Linked DNA regions of Zea mays: region 2 is linked to region 1. Evidence: chromatin contacts called from public Hi-C data. All regions are on one chromosome and are shown on one strand. Each heading gives the region's core, a stretch centred on a gene start, on an enhancer-like site or on the middle of the called end of the contact. The rest is flanking DNA. Distances are from core to core; before and after follow the strand shown.

Region 1 (5,986 bases), core at 1,343-3,842:
ACACGAACTAAATCAAATAATACCATGATTATTATTACACACCGAAAGCTCAGGCTGTTGACGAATATATTTCTGGATCCGTCACTAGCATCGATTCCATTAGCACTGGCGTGCAGGACCACACGTAGTCTAGGCTAGCTTTCACCAGGTGTCTCCAGCGAAACAGAGCAAGCTTTGCAGCTGGAATTGTATTCGATCAGATACACAGAAACCCATGTTCTTTTTTTCTCCCTTTGTAACCTGAGACTTGCTTAGCGGCTGTTTAATACCATGGAATTCAGGATGTAATATCTGATATGGACAAAATCTTGCTCAGAAGATTTTGCTTCAAATGGAATTCAGGATGTAATATCTGATAAGATTTTGCTTTGTGTGGACGCAAGCAGTTCAGACTTCCAACGGACATTCAACAGGGCAAAATGAAAATGCCAAGCGAGTACTTAGACGACCAAGCTTATCAGAAGCCTATGGACGCGAGACAACTGCTACGAAGCAAAATCTTGGTGAGGAGGTCATACGCCTGCGTCCGGCGTCCTATCAGAAGCCTATGCGCAAAACAAAACAAAATTCCATTTGAAGAAAACACATGAATCTATCCCCTGCTGTTCTGCCAGCGTCCTATCCGCCAGCGTCCGGCGCATCCAGGGGAACATACGCGATGGAACACCAGTGCGCCAGCGTTCTTGGTGAGGAGGTCGTCGCAGGTGTACACCAGTGCGCCTTCCCAGTGGAGATGGAACACGCCAAAACCAACGCGGTGCGAGAGCGGAGAGGAGCGAGATCGAGGGCGAGAGTTTGGGGCAGAGAGAGCAGAGGATAGGAGAGGGAAGGCAGATCCTCACCGTGGAGAAGGCAGCGGGGAGGGTCGTTGTCGGGGCTGTGCGCCGCCGCCGTGCCGGTCGCGTCAAAGCCGCCATCGCGCCGGTCGCGTGGAGCCGCCGCTGCGTCGGTCGCGTGGAGCCAGGCTTCGATCCGGACGTTACCACACAAGGGTTGGTTCCGGGCCGTAAGGTGAAGGAAAATTTTAATCCGGGCCAGTTTCCATTTCAATTCGGGCCGAAACGAACAATAGAAATAAGTTCTATCAAATTCCAAACCAGGCCCATTTGTTCCACCCGGAACAAGGCCTGGAATGGGCTGATACTCTAGAAACGAACGAGGCCTAAATCGAACTCATTCTCCCTCCCAGCCACCTTTCCCATCCCACTCCCACCCGATTTGCTGCGGCGGCGGCTCTCACGGTCACGGCTGCGGCTCTGCGGCGGCCGGCGGCCCCTCTGCTCGGCCGAGCTCGCAACCTCGCCCGCTCGCCGTCTCGCGCGCTAGCGCCGTCGCGGCTCGCGCGCTGCTCGGCGTGCCCGCTCGCCGCTCGCCGCTCGCCGTTCGCCCGCTTCTCCCCGGCTGCTCACTCGCTTCTCCCTCTGCTCGCCGTCTCGCTCGCCGCTGCTCGCTTCTCCCCTGGCCGCTTGCCGCTGCTCACTCGCTTCTCCCTCTGCTCGCCACCTCGCCCGCTTCTCCCCTGGCCGCTTGCCGCTGCTCGCTGCCCGCTCGCTGTCCGCTTGCCGCTGCTCGCTCGCTGCCCGCTTGCCGCTCAGTGACCAGCTCCCTGCTCGCTTGCCGCTCTGTCACCACTCACCAGCGAGGCAGCGACGCGCTCGACGCTCCTCTGCTCTCTCCCCCCGCGCTCTCCTCTGCTCCCCTCTGCTCTTTCCCTCCACCGTCGCGCTCCTCTGCTCTATCTCCCCGTGTGCTCCCTCTTGCGTTGCATCTGCATCTGCTGCGTGACTACGTCCACTGCTTCACCTCCAGGTCCGGCTGCAAAATTGAAAATAACTTGTTTTAATAATATAGTTAGCTACACAATTAAAAGTGTCTTGCTTAAGTTTTGGTTTTGATGGAAATGCCTTGTTTATAGTTTTGATTGTGATGGAAGGAGGCAGTGTAGAGGGCAAGGGAAAAGAGCCATGTATTGGTGAATCATCTGCTGCAGCCTATGAATGGGTGGTTACTACCGATGGTAAGGCTTTCTAGCATTAGATTAGCACTATTGAGTTCTCACATGTAAAATGTCAATAGAAGTTTTAGTTTTCTAGTGGAAAGTCATATGCCGAATTACATTATTAATTTCATGCCACATAACTTTGTTTATTGCTTTACGTCGTTTATTTTTATATTACTAGGAACTCGCAAACAACTACAAGGTTCTATTGATGACCCATGGAGTCATGGTGAGAAGTGGAAGAAACAAGGATTCAAGTGTGCTTATTGCGGTTGTGCTAAGGAGAGTGGAGGTAAGACCCGTCTAAGATGCCATCTAGCTGGTTTGTCAGGAGATGGCAAGTCATGCCTGAATGTACCAAAGCGTGTGAGGGAGGTAATGTTGAATGACTATGCAAGAGGGAAAAAAAGGAGGGCAGATTCTAAAGAGCATAAACTCTTTGTGGACAAGGCAATTATGGATTTAGCATATAGTGATGCTAGAAGAGAACAAATACCTAGGGATGAAGCTGGACAGATGGCGTGGGCATTAAGGGAATCATTGTTGGATCAAAGGACATCTGTCAATAGCCCACCTTTAGGTAGAAGTAGCACTGGGACAAGCAATACCACCCCACCATAGTGCTATATTGGCTGTAACATTGGCAATCAAGAAGCTGGCAGACTCACCTATAGAAGCATCAATTGCAATTGATCAATTTACAAGAACATTCAGCAAAAAAGAGAAGTTATTTGGATCACTAGAGGCTCGATCCTCGGCACTTCGTGTTGATGCTAATCCTGGTAAAGTATCCTTTTCTTGTCCAAATCAACTTCTATCATTATAGTTGATTGCTATTTACAACTTTCGTTGATATTTATGTTGTTTTATTCATTGTAGCTGATTGGTGGACTTCATACGGAGGGCAATGCAAAGAATTACAGAAAATTGCTATTAAAATTGTTTCACAATGTTGTTCATCTAGTGGTTGTGAGCGTAACTGGAGTACGTTTGCTCTAGTCCATACTAAGTTGAGAAATCGCTTAGGCTATGAGAAGCTAGATAGGTTAGTTTATGTCCATTATAACTTAAAGCTTCTCATCCAACAATTTGAACTTGACAACCCCCAAGAAAAGGAGATAGATCCATATAGTGTGATGATGGATGTTGTTCTTTTTGATGAAAATAATCCAATCTTAGAGTGGTTCAGCAACTCTAGATCTGAGTCTAGACCACTCCTTGATGAATATGATGATGACAATGATGATTGGGATGCACCTGGCAGTTTTCTCATTGAAGAACTGCAAATGAGTAAATCAGATGTGGCTGCATTCAAAAGGAATCTTGGTTTTGATAAAAATAGCAGAGGGAAGAAACCAATGAGTCAATTAGATGAGGAAGAAGAGTTTGAAGATGACTATGAGTCAGAATCTCCACATGGTAGTCCATTGTATGATGAGCCATGGGATATTTGTTCTGATGATGAAGGTAATTGTGAGATTTTATTGTGATTCATTTTATCTCCATGCTAATATTTTGTTTGAAACCTGATCTGTTTCATATGTGGTGGTCATGTGTTAGGAAACAACTCAGGCGGGGTTGATTGCTTGGAAGATAAATCAGGTAGTGATGTCGGCAAGAACAAATCAGATTGTACTGAAGGTAATGGTGATTTCAATTAGTACCAACTACCAACTGTTATAATTATTTGTCAGCATGCAAGTTTATTTACAATGTTTTATTGTAGGCGGAGGTAGTGGTAGTAGAGGGGGCGCCCTTGGTGCCAGTGCGTCTGCTCCTACTAGGGCAGTGCCTAGTCTTCCACAATCGACCCATATTCGTCCAAGATCAACTAGAAAAAGAAAGCCAACACACAAGAGCGTTTATGATCTATAAAAGGTAAGCTCATGAACTTTGGTGTTCATGTGTCCAGCTTGTGCTATGGTAGTAAAAACACTCCATATATACAAAATGCTTGTGCGTGAGTGAATGGATGCATCTTCCTAAAATTCTTGTATTTGTTGTGTAGGATGTGGAAGAGAAATGACCACCGGAACATGACACACTTTTGGATAACATTATCACTTTTGTTGGAGATTCTTATTTTGGAAAGCATGAATTGATTTTCAAGTGCTTTTGTTGATGACATGTGCTTGAAAATGTACTATTTTGAATTTCTATTATTTTGATAAACTATGCTATATGCACTTATCATATTTGGACACTAGGTGGTTTGTGGTTTGATGCCAATGTGCCATGAATGTTGTAAGTTGTGATACTTAGTCATATTTTTATCTTATATATGTGCAATTGTGATGTCAGATGTATTAGACATAAGTTACAGGGAAGTTCTGGCAAAATTTTTTAAAATTTTCGAATTCATTTGAATTTGGCTTGAAATTTCTGAAATTTCCGAAATTTCCCCCATTTCGGTGGGTGCCGAATTTTTTTCCTTTCCGAAACTGTTAACCCTGCTCAGGAGTTGCGAGCTAAATAAACGATGCTCTTCTAACCGCACCCTGTTCACTTTTCACCAATGTAATGCCGCTCATTTTCACTTGATCCTCAGCCTAACCCCCACCAGAATCACCTGGGATCGCCTCACAAAAGAATCGAAAAGGTAGAGCCTGATTCATCAATCGAGGAGTTATGGAACTCTGCCAATTAGGACGTAAACTTCTATTTTCAAACCTGAAGTTTGCGGAATTTTGAATTGGGTCCGAAAGGCCTGAAAAATTCCTTCATTCAGTTCGCAGCCCATAAGATTTATCATTGGGCTGAATCTGCGTGGACCCAATGAACAAACCCTTCTTGTTCTCCCACGAGCTTCCAGCCCACTTCCTCGTACGCAGTCCTCTCTCTCTTTTCACAGGCCCAGCTCATCCCTTGAAACGCCACCGATCGACTGGCCGTAACAATCAGGTTCCATCTCGAGCTCACTTGGTCCCTCGAATAAGTTTCTAACAGTCGGTTAGCTGTGCGTTGCGATGGCTCAAAATAATACTCACGTAAATTATTTATTAAAAAGATCTTAAGATTTTTTATTGATTGTCTCCGCTCTCCGCGTAATATTTTTTTGATTCGACTAACAGATGTTGTTGTTTACTCTATCTAATATGTCTTGATACAACACGGTAAATGAAAGGATCGATTAGAAGAGAATTCACAACGACTGACTGAATAAACAGAGATTATAGAATGATATAATTCCATCATACAGAGAATAAATAAGATGAAGTTTGTCAGCTCAAGTTTTTAAAATAAGACACATGAATTCAAACTTATAAAAAAGATAGATCAAAATATGTAGTGGTTGCTAAAGTCAGGCATTAATAAAAACTAAATGCGCTCCATACAAATTATGGTACTTCTTATCAACTACTAACATTTAAAACCAACAAATAACATTTATTTTTACTGTGAGCATGACAAATCATTGTTGCTCCATCCAATTCAGCAACCTCAAACACCATGGAGTTCATTGCGTCAATGTGGTCTCAGAAACGACCTAATGCATGTAAGAGCCAAAAACACCAAGGGACGAGCACCTTGTGGTAGTGCTCGCATGGATCTCTAAATCCTAACACATATTTTGCAGGATCCATGAGTCATCATAAAAAGAATACAAACCAAATCATAAAAAGAATACAAACCACGTGCAGACAATAAATAAAGTATTAACACACCCAAAATATGTCCAATCCTTAACACAACAAAAAGCTAACACCCAAAATAATAGAGGAACAACACAATAATTTTTGCAATGACAGAAGGATGGGTACTATGAGTTTGATACAATTTGGTTTTATGACTTTATGTATTCTAATACTTGTTATGTGCTCTAATACTTGTTTTTCTGTTTTGTAATATATATATGCTCCAGGGCATTTGGTTCTTTATGACCTTTTGATGCTTTGATGTAGTGTTGGGGCGAAGGCGAACACGCCACCCTTCGCTCGACGACTTCTACTTCGCGCTGCACGAACGAAGACCGCATCCGCAGGACCC
Region 2 (6,066 bases), core at 2,413-4,912, 230 kb after region 1:
ATGAGCGCCTATCCATTCCAGTGGCAGGCAGCGTGCCTGGTCCACGTTGCGTGGGCTGCGCTATTACTCATCATTACTCGCACGTTACCAAGAAAACGGTCGCCACATATCAATACTGCGTGGACTGCGGCCATCATGGCGCTCGGTGATTACTCAGGTGTTATTAGTATTAATTATCCACATAATGTATTCCATCCATTATGCTCCTGGGCCCACATGTCAGGGCTCAGCTCCCTTGTATGTGCCTCCCTTAAACTATAAAAGGGAAGGCACACAACGTTATAAGGGCACGCTTAATCACTTACTCAATACAGCTTACACACAGTGGAGGTAGGGTATTACGCTCCGGTGGCCTGAACCACTCTAATCTCTCGTGTCCTCGTGTGTTCATCGACCATCCACCAGACAGGCAAACCACTAAGGCCCCTCCTCATCTTAGGATTAGGGCGGGTGCGTTCCGCCACACGGCCGGAGGATTTTCTCTCCGACAACAGTGATGAACATATGTGAGCTCACTCTTGTTGTACTCACATTCCCCCTAGGTCAAGGACATGTACTACAAGATGAGGGGCATGAAGGATGTTGCGATGAATTCCTGGAAGTTCTAGGCCGTCGTCTCCCAGTCAACTATGGTTGCTAGATCGTTGTCTTCGTATGATGTATTTATTTAACTATTTTGTACAGATCTCCATTATATATTAAAGATGTGACATTCATTTCTGTACCATGAGTCATCATATGTGTGATACTTCATCCTAGCACACATTTGACACACACCCGGGTTTGGCCCCCCTAAATCTGGGTGTGACACCTATCCACAAAACTGACCCCATTCACCCTTCATTTGCCTCGCCAACAACCCTAATTAGGTTGCTAGTTTAGGTTTTTATTGGTCAGTTTCATCATCACCATCCACTATCATTTTACAAACTCAATCTCGATAAACCAATCCAATCACCCAAACCGACCATACCCACATAACCAACCCCACCCTTCCAGCGTCTCACCAAAAACCCTGATTCGGAGTCCAAACTTAAAACGTCCATAACTTTCGCCTCAGAACTCGAATCGGGCCCATTTTTTCAAATTGCACAGAATTAACTTTCGCATCCGATTCTTTCCTATTTCTTTGGATTCGTCGTTTTTAAAATCACCAAATTCGGCTTGGAAGTACGAGATCTCATTTTTCGAACATTTATTCCAATTTTAGGGCAAACTTGCAGAAATTCCAGAGGACGCGTCTTTGCACAAAAAATATGAAACTTGGTGTGTTCCTTATGTGCTTCTATAAAAGGGGAAAATAATAAAAAATATTTGAAAAAATAAAAATCACAAAAAAATAACGATAGAGCAAAAATTAGGGAAAAAAGAAAAAGTGTAGCACATAAGCAAAAAGGGAAAAAAGAAAAAGTGTAGCACATAAGCAAAAATGCCTTTGATCTGTGCACCTCTCTATTTGTTTTGCTCCCAACTTATTTCCTTGTTGTACCTAGACCCTTCCTACCACCTTTGGGTGCCTTGGTCCAACTGTTCTAATACATTTTAGGCCAGCAACTAGGACGAGTACTTGGAACACTTATTCAACACTGCTCTCTGTTACTGACTTGTGTGCCACATATATTTATTTAGTGGGCCTTCCGAAAGCTCCACCTTTTCTCTCGAGCAGAACAGGCAATCCTTTGCAATCACACCCACGGTCTTTGGGCAGTCACACCGGCCACCGTTTGCCACCTGTAGTGATGGTAAGAACCTTGTAAGAGCAGGGTAAGACGCTTTCATAACTTGTGTTCCACCACCACACCTGAGAGTAGAATTGTGGGGTTCATATTGTTTGTTTGTTGCCTTTTGTCTCTGTTTTGTACTAACAATGACAATACCAAAGAATATGCATCGACATGTTGGAGGCTCGTCCCCCACCACAAGCTCCATCTGCTGGTGATGTAGTGATGTCTCCTGTGGAGGAGGAGGACAACGATGATGTTGATGCACCGCTACGACGACCCCTCGCACGTAATCGATAAGGTACGAGAGGTAATAGTAGACGTCGTCATCATAATCCTAAATTAGACAATGATCCATATGCTAAGATTAAGTTCTCTATTCGTTCGTTCATTGGTTCTTATGATGTTGAAGCCTATTTAGACTGGGAGATGAAGGTATAACAAAAATTTAATTCCCATCTTGTTTCTGAACGAAATAGGGTTAACAAACCACTAGTGAGTTTAAAAATTTTGCTATCATTTGGTGGAATGAACTTGTTAACGCACGTGCTGCACCACAAACATGGAATGTGTTAAAAATAGGAGATGTGACTCGCTTTGTTTCTCCTTCTTATAGATGTGATCTTCGAAAAATATTGCAACACTTAGATCAGGGAGACATGTATGTGCAGGAATACTACCAAGAACTTCAGAAAGGTATGTTGTGAGGTGGGGTAGTTGAGGATCCGAAGGACCAAATCGTTAGGTTCTATGAGGGATTGAGGTAGGAGATTCATGATATTTTTGATTACAAAGAGTATCATTTCATAAACGCTTGTTCCACCTTTCGATGCTTGCCGCAGGCATGCCCACGGATGAGAACTTGCCTACGCAGGACCTAGAGGCCCATCAGCTATACCATGTGTTTTTTCTGTGCTCCGCCATGGGATACTACCAGGTTACCCGGGCAGAGGCCCATCAGCTATTTTGTGATGATATTGCGATAGAACCAAAACCCCGTCAAACCTAAATATGAGGGTACTATCCTGTCAAACGATGACGGCAGGTATAAATAACAACCTGGTAATTATATATATATATATATATATATATATATTAATTATAGATATTAATAATTGATTTCTTGCCAATCAGTACTCCTTATCCGTAAAGCAAATCAATACCTAAAGTTGTTTTAAATTATTTTTAAAGTTTGATTGAATTCATGAAAAGTGCAAGATCTATGGCACCAAATTACCACTATAGACACACCATAAAATATAAATTCATAATGTGTTTATTTGGATCATAAGTATTTGGATTATTTTTGTATAAACTTTGTGGAACGAAAAAGTTCAATTTGTATGGAAAGAAAATATGTATTAAAAGTCGTGAATAGGTAGACTTATCCCCTAGAGACCACTCATTTAAACAAACACTGAGCCATTAAAAAAACCAGGTAAAGCCTACGGCCGGTACTAGCACAACTGTGTCCTGCGTTGGGATGTTATCGGAAGGAGGGATCAGTGTGTGTGCACGGAGCAAAATGGTCAGAGCCAGCAGTACTACTGCTGCGGAGACTTCTCTAGAGCAAAAGCAGTGTAGGGTCGTGCCTACCCGGTGGCGTGGCCAGGTGGATAGGATAGGCTGTAAAAACTGATGCACATGCAGGGAGGTGGCAGCCGTGCTTCATCCGCGCCTCTCTCTCCTCTCTCTCTCTCTGGGTCAAATGAGCAGTTAGTTAAACGCAACCACCCTGGCAACGGGGGACGAGAAACAAATGCAGAGCGGTTGCTCTGCTGTCTTCTCTTCGGCTGGAGGGTGTGCAAATGAACGACGCGGTTCCGTTAGCGGTGGGCGTTTGGTGGAACCACCTCTGAATTCTCACCCCCCGTGGGCCGTGGTCGTCCATCCCGCGGGCGCGGCCACGGGAACGAGGCGGACGGACGGGGCTCGCACGACAACCAACACACGACACGACACAACACAAGCGAGAGGAGAAAAGAAGAGCGAGCGCGGAAAGGAGGCCACGGGGCGGGCGGTCGGGCGGTAGTACCCAAGCACAACCAGCCCATCCGCGTCTCGCTCGCCTTCTCTCTCTCACACACACACACGGGCGAGTGGCGACGGCCTCTCAGCCCAGTTGCCCCCCTTTTCCGGTTCGGTTGGTTGGCTCGGCTGCGTTTTCCCCAAAACGCCCCCCCTGTTCTTGTCCATGTCGTTCGTCTTCGGTTGCTCCAACCGAACCTCCCTCCTCCCCACCCCCCATAAAAGTAACCACCACCCGCGTCTCCCCCGTTCCGTCCCGTCCCGTCCCGTTTACTCCACCCCTCATCTCTCCTTCCGCCTCCTCCCCCTTCCCCCCGCGGGTGGTCGCCGGCCACCGCCGGTGGGGCCCACTGCCCGGTGCTCCCATTGCTGGCCTGGCCCTCCCCACCGCCTCTGTCCGGCCGGCGTCGCGCGCGAAACCAACCGACCCCAAGGAGAGAGAGGGAGAGTGAGAGGAACAGGAGGAGACCGCCTGCCTCGGATCCCCGGCCTCTCCCGCGCGCCGGGGGGACCTCCGGAGGTGAATGTGGGACCTGTGCCGCCGGGGATTTCTCTAGAGGCTTCTCCGACCCACCGCCCTGCGACGCGAACGCGACATGGTGAATCCTCCCCCCCTCCTGTAGATCTGCGTCAATTTCCTCCTCCACTCGCGCGCTTTTTCCTCCAGTCGCCGCGGCAATTAATCACCACCAACACTACTACTAGTAGTATCGTATCGCCTGGTTAGTGGTTACTGTTTGATTCCTCGTCCCCCCGTCTTCCTCTGTTTTCGCCTGTTTTAACGCCAAAAACCAAACGGAATTAGATTCTCTTATATCTAGATTTCATTAATTGATTAACGGCCCAACCCGTGGATTTTGCTTCCAATTGCAACAATTCGGCAGAAAACCTCCCTAGACAGCCGTGGATTGCTTCTTGTACGTGCCAGCTTTTTCCTACCCAACTCGTTAATTTCGTCAGTTTGCCGCCTCCTGATGAATTTCTGCTCCGTCAATGCAGGAAAAGTAGGAGTCCTTTTTTTATCCGTCAGGGAAAACTCGTCAAATCCGGTCCCTATTAGGAATTAGGGCCACGTTCCCCCTCTCCCATACGGCTATTGGTTTTCACCGCTAGGGTGCTTGTTTTCGCCTCGTTTTCGTTTTGTGCTGGTAGTATATATGAGGTTGCAGAGATACTCCTGCCGAACCGCTAGTACAAGTCAAGTTACGGTTCGTTGTCCGATTCTTGACGTGTGAGCGTTTTTGTGCGCCACCTCCACCGCCCTTTTTCCACAAATTCCTTCTCCTTCGGCTTCACCACCATGGTCGTCACGCATGTGCGTAATTGCCTACTTTGACCGCGTCTGCGGTCTGCTAGGAAGATTTCTCTTCTTTTCTTTCTTCGCGGAGTAGGGGTACACGCCATTTTTTATGCGTTCTCATTACGCTGATACCTCTTAGTTCTAGTTCCGAGGAAAGTTTAGTTGATGACTTAATCATGTTTTATTTGTTACTGCTATTATCGCTAAGCATCTTGCACTGTTATGGATAATTGATTGATTATACAAGCTAGAGCGCGTGGCTGCTAAAAATCATATTGCAAACTGATTGTGACTATGGGCGTGGTAGGGAAACAACCCCAGGAATATCAACGTGCCGTGTTTGGTTTCGGTACCTACAGCTTTCTTGACTTGGTTGCCGAGTTACTGCTCTTTTGGTACTACATAAGACCAATCTGTGGTATCCAAACAATTGGTGCTGTTTCAGTCTGCTGTCTCTGTTGGTCAATGTCTACTTGTAATACCGAACTGCAGTAAATGATAGTTTTGTTTGACTGCAAAATTGACTAGTTTACCTACGCCTTAGGTGGAGGGTAGGAGCTATCTCCCTGCAGAGGTCAGGAACGGCCTCGAGACCCTGAAGCGGAGGAGGCTCGAGAGAGTGCGTTTGAGTGCTCAGAACGAAGCTGGCGACAATCCTGCTGTGGCTGCGAGAAGTGGCGGTGATGCCTTGCGGAGCCCCGCTAACTGTGGAGTCAGATTGCATTCCAACAACAGTACAGGTTTACCTGGAAATGTCCATGACAAGAGTCCTTTTGCAAAGCGCAAGGTGGAGAAGTTTGATATGTCCAACCTTGAGTGGATAGACAAGATTCCAGAGTGCCCTGTGTATTGTCCCACCAAGGAGGAATTTGAGGATCCCATTGCATATATACAGAAGATTTCACCTGAGGCTGCTAAATATGGTACAGTTGCTTTATTTAGCAAAATATGTATATGATCATTTTTCACTCATTGGTCCAATGGTCTTGCTAGACATTTTGAATAACTATGACTGTT

The links. A called contact is a pair of places that touch in the nucleus more often than the background predicts.
Region 2: a contact with region 1 is called in a Hi-C map of ear, with 2.9 times the contacts expected there. The contact joins the promoter of LOC103637730 here to the promoter of LOC103644834 in region 1. A contact is called at or near these places in 2 of 25 Hi-C or Micro-C datasets (ear and tassel).

The regions. Positions count from the first base shown.
Region 1 is chr1:105,024,692-105,030,677 of Zm-B73-REFERENCE-NAM-5.0, forward strand. It overlaps LOC103644834, which reads left to right and starts at 2,593. Exons shown (of 5, transcript XM_020547165.1): 1 at 2,593-2,781; 2 at 2,879-3,466; 3 at 3,560-3,640; 4 at 3,726-3,877; 5 at 4,008-4,314. The coding sequence starts at 3,136. The coding sequence ends at 3,874. It overlaps LOC103644833, which reads right to left and starts at 1,166. Exons shown (of 7, transcript XM_008667989.3): 1 at 843-1,166. The coding sequence starts at 917.
Region 2 is chr1:105,257,511-105,263,576 of Zm-B73-REFERENCE-NAM-5.0, forward strand. LOC103637730 (lysine-specific demethylase JMJ706) reads left to right here and starts at 3,663. Exons shown (of 11, transcript XM_020546447.3): 1 at 3,663-4,348; 2 at 5,594-5,972. The coding sequence starts at 4,346.